2 separate regions of the Dromaius novaehollandiae genome follow, and region 1 is linked to region 2. Evidence: chromatin contacts called from public Hi-C data. All regions are on one chromosome and are shown on one strand. The core of a region is the stretch at or near the end of the contact, and the rest is flanking DNA. Distances in the headings are between cores, read along the strand shown. Region 1 holds the start of STX16 (syntaxin 16). Region 2 holds the start of ANKRD60 (ankyrin repeat domain 60).

The links. A called contact is a pair of places that touch in the nucleus more often than the background predicts.
Region 1: a Hi-C map of liver shows a contact between it and region 2, with 6 times the contacts expected there. The contact joins the promoter of STX16 here to the promoter of ANKRD60 in region 2. A contact is called at or near these places in 3 of 4 Hi-C or Micro-C datasets (brain, liver and ovary).

What each region holds. Positions count from the first base shown.
Region 1 is chr16:16,164,544-16,168,158 of bDroNov1.hap1, forward strand. It overlaps STX16 (syntaxin 16), which reads left to right and starts at 2,136. Exons shown (of 10, transcript XR_010391939.1): 1 at 2,136-2,457. It overlaps LOC112986169 (a long non-coding RNA gene), which reads right to left and starts at 2,858. Exons shown (of 5, transcript XR_010391940.1): 1 at 2,577-2,858.
Region 2 is chr16:15,968,614-15,972,255 of bDroNov1.hap1, forward strand. It overlaps ANKRD60 (ankyrin repeat domain 60), which reads right to left and starts at 1,709. Exons shown (of 4, transcript XM_064521571.1): 1 at 435-1,709. The coding sequence starts at 609. It overlaps LOC112993231 (serine/threonine-protein phosphatase 4 regulatory subunit 1-like), which reads right to left. Exons shown (of 18, transcript XM_064521568.1): 18 at 1,856-3,642.

The sequences.
Region 1 (3,615 bases), core at 886-3,385, 200 kb after region 2:
TGAGTCACTTTTAATTTTCAGAACAATTTTTCTGCTCTGAAATTGTGTTGTGTTGTTCCTGCATTGATGTTGTTATTTAAACCTACACAGCCAAACACATACTTCACAGGCCTGTCCCATTTTGATCTTTTTGTTTTGTTCCACTTGGACAAGACAGTTTCTATCTCCATGCATTCATTTCCTCTATGTACATGTCCACTATATACCATATTTTCATTTATGTCCTTCCTCTCCCCCTCTCATCACCCCTACTTCTTCTCTTCTTCATCTCCTGGCACGTATGCCTGAAGAACATTTTGCTATTTGTTTTAGTTTCCTTTGCAAGGTCTAGTTCAGCTTTGCTTCTGGCAAATTTCCCTTTATGCCTACACTTCCTAACTTCTAAGATGTAGTTTTCTTTGATTAATCCTTTTTTTCCATTCTTCCTAGTTCCTTTGCTTATTCCTAAAACCCACTTTGAAGTGGTTATTCACTGAGTTAGGTCTGGACCTCTTCCTTACAGAGTTTTATTCCTCTGTATATGAGATCCAGATACTTTTCATACCCTTTGCTTAAATTCCAAGCCTGCCGAACATGCAAGCCCTTGAAGCTGTTAAAGACCCGGAATGGTCAGATGCAAAGTGCCAGTGTGTACCAGCTTTGGGCACAGGAGGGGATAAGGATTCTCCTGGGGTTCACGTTCACTGTCCCACCAAATGAGCGATTGCAACCTGTTTTCTCTGCGCACGCATCCAGAACCGAAAGAGCGCTCAGAGACTGCTGCCCGCATGAGAAATTCCACTCGACTTACAGCCGCATACGCTGTGCCAAGGGAAAGCTGGAAGATCATTAGCTACAACTGTTCTCATAGAATAAAAAATTGTTACAGTAGATTAAAAATTAGCATGAAGAAACGAAGTTTATACATATATTTTTAAAGCCACTGTAAGGCAGCCAAAATGAAAACAGATTTCACCAGACCACGAAAAATGAAGTGCGTGCATTAGTCCTTGTAAGACTGGGGCTTATTTCCTTGTTAAATTCCAAGTTTCTAGTCTTTCCCGCTGAGGCAGAAGGGCTGTTCAAGAAAACTCCTACAATGTCTTATAACAGCAAAGGAATACTTCTTTCTGTTTCTCACTGCACAAGTTTGCCCAAGTGGTTAGATAATATGGAGCAACATTTCCAGAAAATGTGGTTGCGATTACAGTAACTGTTCCTACCATATGTGTAAATAGGAATTTTCTTTTTTCTTTGAGAATTTAAGCTCGTGATTCCCCTGCTGACAAGGGTACAGCAGCTGCCCTGGCACAGCCGTTGCTGCTGTTGGCACAAAGGACGTTTTGGACACTTGGAGGACAAGACGCAAGGTGTGGATCATACTCCCGGGTAGCCGGCAGACAGCAGCAGCCTCCGCCCGCTCCCTATCACATCAGCTTCCAGACAGTCCAGTACAACAGCTTTAAACAACATAAAACCGGAAAAAAATCATTTCAGTCACCATTTCAGGTTTTATTAAATAGCCTCTTGCAAACGGTCAACGTTTGTCATTTTCCATGGCTTTTTCATGGAATTTCAAGATTTTTGAATGGTCAGAGTTGACGGAAGAGCTGTGCGAGTATCCTTGGAAAGCAGTCAGCTCCTCGGAAGCAGGGCAGCCTGGCGGGGTGGAAGGCTGAGAGGGAAGACGGAGGGGAAGACGGGGCAGTCAAATCCCAATGGACATACTGCAGCGCTTCGCCCAGGGGCAAAGCCGAGCCTTTTGAGCAGGCCCTCAAATACCTCCCGGCTGTGAGAAAGCGCAGGCATAAGGAGTTAAACCATCCCGCAAACGTTATGGGAGCGTCACGGCTCCTTTGCACCGGGGCTTTTTCCAAGCCTCCCGCCGGGGTACGCGGGGCTTCGGTGGGGCGCCGTCGCAGCCGCCCTGAGGGGCAGGAGCCATTTTTTGTAGGCCCAGGCTTGGTTTTTACCAAGGGCGGCCGCCGCAGGGCACCGATGTCCCCCGCGGAGGCCAGGCGAGGCAGGGAGCCGCTGCAGGACGGCGCCGGGGCGGCCTCCCCGCCGCCGGGGCGGGATGCGGGCTGCTCCCGGCGCTGCCGGGCCGGCGGGGAGGCGGAACGGTGGCGTCGCGGGCGGCGGGCCCGGGCGGAAGGCGCGGCGGAAGGCGCCGAGCGGTGCACAACGCGGAAGCGAGCCGCGCCGCCGCCAGATCCGGCGGGGCGATGGCTGGAGCCGGCGGGCGGCGGGGGCCGGTGCGGGGGGCCGCGGCCCTGTGAGCGGCGAGCGGGCGTCGCCGCCCCTGCCCCTGCCCGGCTCGGGGGCCGGCGGCGGCGGGCGGCCATGGCCACCCGGCGTCTAACGGACGCGTTCTTGTTGTTGCGGAACAACGCGGTGCAGAGCCGGCAGCTGCTGGCCGAGCAAGTGAGTAGTTACGGCTCCTCCAGCCCTGTGGGTTCACGTAGCATGGCTGCTGCGGTGAGTCTCCTCCCTTCATCCTACTGTAGCTCCGCTCGGGGCCGCCGCCGCCCCGCTCCCCCTGCTGCCCCCGAGCTCCCCCCGCCTCTCCCCCTTCCCGCCCCCCGCCCCGGCGGTACCTTCTTTTCCTGCTGCTTCCCCTAAAATGGATAGACGAGATCTGCCTTCACGCTGAGCTCCCTTCCCTTCGGGAACAGCGCAGTTCGCCATCCCGTAGCTCCCTTCTGGCGCTGGGCACTGGGTTGTTGTCCAGTGCTGATTAATCTCTCCCCCAAATGAAAGAAAAAAACCAAGTTTTTTCGCAGAGCAGAACTCTTCTATTCACCGCGGTGTGGGCACTGTTAAATGCAGTAGAGTGGACTAATCCTGGTGCTTGAATTTCTCCTTAGTTTGTTCTGGTTCCCATCCCCCCCCCCCCCCCAATACCAGTGGTATTGAAAGTCGTCTGTGAGAGGGAAACTCAGCAGCTTCTAATATGGTTCTTCGTTACAGAAACTTCAAAAAGTGGTTTGTTCAGTGGCAGTTGGCTTTATGTGGCTTTTTCTAAATTTTGAGCTGGTGTAATTTCTGAGCTGTGATGGAAAACTTAAGAATTGAAGCTTGCTTTGATACCATTTTCAGAATCATTCTGCCGAAAATATGTGCAAGGCGGCAATTCAAAGGGTGTTAATGGTTTGATTTCAGTAATGAAACATTCCCCATGGCAGCCAAGCTCAGCTGATTTTTGTAGTTGGTAACTGAAGCAAACCACATCAGTCCAGAGCTACCAGTCCTTTTCCACTTTCTGTTCAGACTTCTCATTTATTTGCAACAACCTCCAGTAAATGTCTTCTGGCCCACTCATTTTTCTCAATCGCTTTGCATTAATGAATTTTTTTGTTAGGAAAAGCAGTGCTTTGTGCTGCAAATTTTATTTCAACTGATGAGTTGCTATGGAACAATCTTTGTTAATTGTTAATTTTATTAAACCTGTCTGTGTAATAGCTATATATTGAATTGCATTGGCAGAACAGGAGAGGTCACAACAAGTAATGTGTATTATATATGTTTTATTGTACCACTTTCTTCTTAACATATTTTTTGCCAAGAACAGTATCATTTCTTAAATCCTTGGTATTCATAATTTTTTTAATATCAGTTTGAAAATTAGTAGTAGTT
Region 2 (3,642 bases), core at 459-2,958:
AAGGAAGGACTTTTCTTAGAATCTCTGCTTGCTACCTGCAAAACTAAGTACTCCAACACACACTCAGCTGATCTAATTGGAAAAACATTACTCCACACAGTTCCAACTGCAAAGAAACGGACCAGAACCTTGCTAAAGCTATGTGAGGTTGGGGTGAATCAACCAGGTATTAACACTGGCTGTTGACAAACCAGGCAGGAATTCAGAGGTCAGCACTTGCAATTTCCTAAGAAGGTCCTGGTAAGTAGATTTTACCTTTAAGCAGCAGGAAGCAAAGTTAACTGTTAGGAGATGAATTCCAGGTACAGTATGGTAAAAAGAGGAAAGCAGAACTTTGATCGTCATCCAGGTAAGCACCATGCTAGTCACCACTAGCAGGTACAGGGATACTGAGAATAATTGCCAAGGATCCCACAGAGGTTACAGGTTCCTACCTTCATCCAGGTACTGAAGCCGCTGGAAATTAAGGGGTATCCCAGTCAGTAATTCCAAATGGGGCTTAAGCTTCTTCAAAGTCAAGTCATTTTGGCATTGAGGCAGTGAAAAGATCTCATTAGTTTCAGCTAGATGGAGCTGGACACTGAAAATCCGTGGGGGCAAAAAAGACATAATTATGAATCCAGTCCCGAGTAGAAGTCTGTGAGCCTTTCCTCTCTTAGGACTGGAGTCTAGATCCGGTAGTAATTCCTCCCTCCCCTGGAAATTCCTCTAATCAAAATTCCCTACATCATTAAGGATAGATTTCCTTGTTTATCATACCAGCACATTATGATATCCAGGCAGCATAAACTGACATCACAGTTTGGTGTGCGCAGGTGACATAATAGCCTATATGAACTTATCAGAGAGCATCCATGCATACAGAAGGGCGATTACAGGAAGGTTTTTTTGTTTTGTTTTGTTCTTGCCCATCTTTTGATTTTCATTAGCATGACAAAAGCTTGCTTGGAAGACAGGCAGCAGAGAAACAGAGAAGTAATTCAGGTAAAAACCTTCCTTTGACATTAGCCATCATGCTGTCCATATTTTACATACCTGTTTTCTTTGTTCAAATTTAGATCTCAATCTACATGTTTAGTTTCAAGTGAAGGCAAAGAACATGTGGCTGTTTTATTTGCTTCCACTTTATTGCACTAGGGTCTTATGTCCTACTCAAAATCTGTGGGTAGGCTAACAGGAGGGAAAAGAAAACAAAAGACCACTTGCTGTCCTCACTTTCGCATCAGCTAAAATCCTGCAGAGAAAAGGAAGGGAGGTTATATATCCCTTAGCAGCAGTTGGGAGAAGTTCTAGAGTACAGGATGGAGCTGCCAGTGAGCATATGAAACACAACCAAGAGGGTGACTGCAGCAGCAGAATATACAGGAAGGCTCCTGAGAAGGGCAGCAAAACCAACCCACGAGGCATCATTGATTGTTCTTTTTTCCTAAGGACCCAGCAACTATGTAGAGTTCATTAACACAAGAAGCCTGAAAGCAACACTGAAGTGAAAGACCAGCCCAGAACATCCTTTCAGGGTGACATTTGAAGAGAGAAGGTTTTAAGTTAAGGATATGAAAGCCAGTCTAACCCAGCACATGACTTCTCTCTATTTAAAATGCACTTCGCTAGAGTTTCGGTTCCAACAGAACAATTTTAGTTTCAAAGCCCTTTTGGCATGCTCACTTCAAGGAAAAAGCGCAGAGAGATCCGCGTCAAATCTCTGGCCACCTATGGGTTTTTTATTATACAGTATGATGAATTCCACACTCAATCCTGGTTTAAGAGATGACAAAGCATTTATGCTTGGGAGACATTTCCTTAACCAAAAAATACATTCATATCCTGTTTACGACAAAAGTCAGTTACAAGTTAATTTCATAAAACAGTCACAGGATTTATTGAGATAAATACAAATAAAAAGTTACATAGATTCTCTATTCTGACAAATGAGTGGCACTTCCAGAGTGTCCCCGCTTATTTGGGCTCTAAACAACACTGTGTACAGACACAACTGCCACTAGGGCAGCATCCTGTTAGATGCCAAGTGTATATCACACATAACATACCAGTGAGTTTGAATTCTAAGCAACATGACTAACATGCTTTGGATTACAAGTGCCTGATAATTACCTACAGCATCCAAGCAATATTGCACCACTAACATTATTTTCATGTTCCTTAGTCAGAAACGTTTTAAAGTGGTATTCTTTCTGCTTTTGTGACAGTGGATCAACTACCTAGCTTTGCTCCATCTGGCTTTTTAAAATATATATTTTTGCATAATTTAAACAACCCAGAGAATTGTATGTGAACACATAGCTTTACTCTTCATTGCATACATTTGTCTAGTACAAGATGTAAAGTGCAGTCTTTAGTCATGCTGAAATCATATTTCTAGTATAAAATTAAAAAAAGAGGCAAACCTTGCAAAGGTTAAGCCTGTTTTAGACCTGCACATTGCCTACAAATAAAAGAACTATGTTGTAATCTCCTATTAGTGCATGCAACTACAGTTTTAACAACTGTTTTAAAAGCTCTGCTGAAATCATACCACTTAAAATAGATATGAATTTCTGGAGCTAGAGAGGTACCAAAATATCTTAAAAAACAAGAACTTTGTTTAGCCTTTTAGTTAAATTTTATAGCTAGTGGCTTACTGTTTACACATGTTCTAATTAAAAATTTTAATGAAAACTACCCAAACATTCTAAAACATATGGAAGCTTATGTTTTTTCAGTGGATTGTGGCAAGAAAAGGTAATTATTTAAGATTACTTGACAAACAGAAACTAGGTTGGGTTAATGCTCAAAGTATCTAATTTATATACAGTATGTTTAAAACATACTTATTTATATATACACACACTTAAAAAAAATTTGATCAATACTGAGAAATGTAATGAGCTGTTAATAAAAAAACAAAAGTAAACCCTTGTCAGAAGTCTTAGAAAACTTGAACTGTTAGAAAATACCAATAACGCCAGCATTAGAAAAAGATATTAGAACTAGAAAAAATTAATTTTTTTGCTAAGAAATTGCAATCATAAAAAGACTGTATTGAAGAGGCATTTGTTTTAAATTATAAAAAAAATAAAAAGTTAAATGTAGAATGTTGCAGAATTTACAGAGTTTATACTGTTTACTGTAATAGCAGTGATAGCAATGGTATATTTGACTAACTTCTGAAAGCATTTTATGATCTTGCAAGAAAACAATTTATTACAAATACTGTACATTATAATACAAAATTATAGTTAGACAGACTTGTACAAAACTGAACCCTCCAAAAAAATACAGAGCCCAGCTGAGGAACTTACTTGCTGTATTGCAGACAATCCAGATAAAAAAAAAAAAAAAAAGTAATAGTTTCTAGTTTCTGTAAAAAACTTTCACGCAGTTGAACTACTTAATTAGTATAGTAATGACATAAGGGGAAAGAAATATTCCCACTGGTCTACTTATGATACTTTCTTTGTGTGGACACAATAATTACTAAAGAATGGTCTCATGTAGTAATAGATAAATTAAGCATTCATTTTTGGACAGGTCCTACATTAACTGCAGATCTGGGACATGAGAGAGGACAGGATCCACCAAAAAGTATCAGCTTGATAGTTTTGAAAAATGGTTAAAAGCTAGCAGATTTTATTACGAGAATTT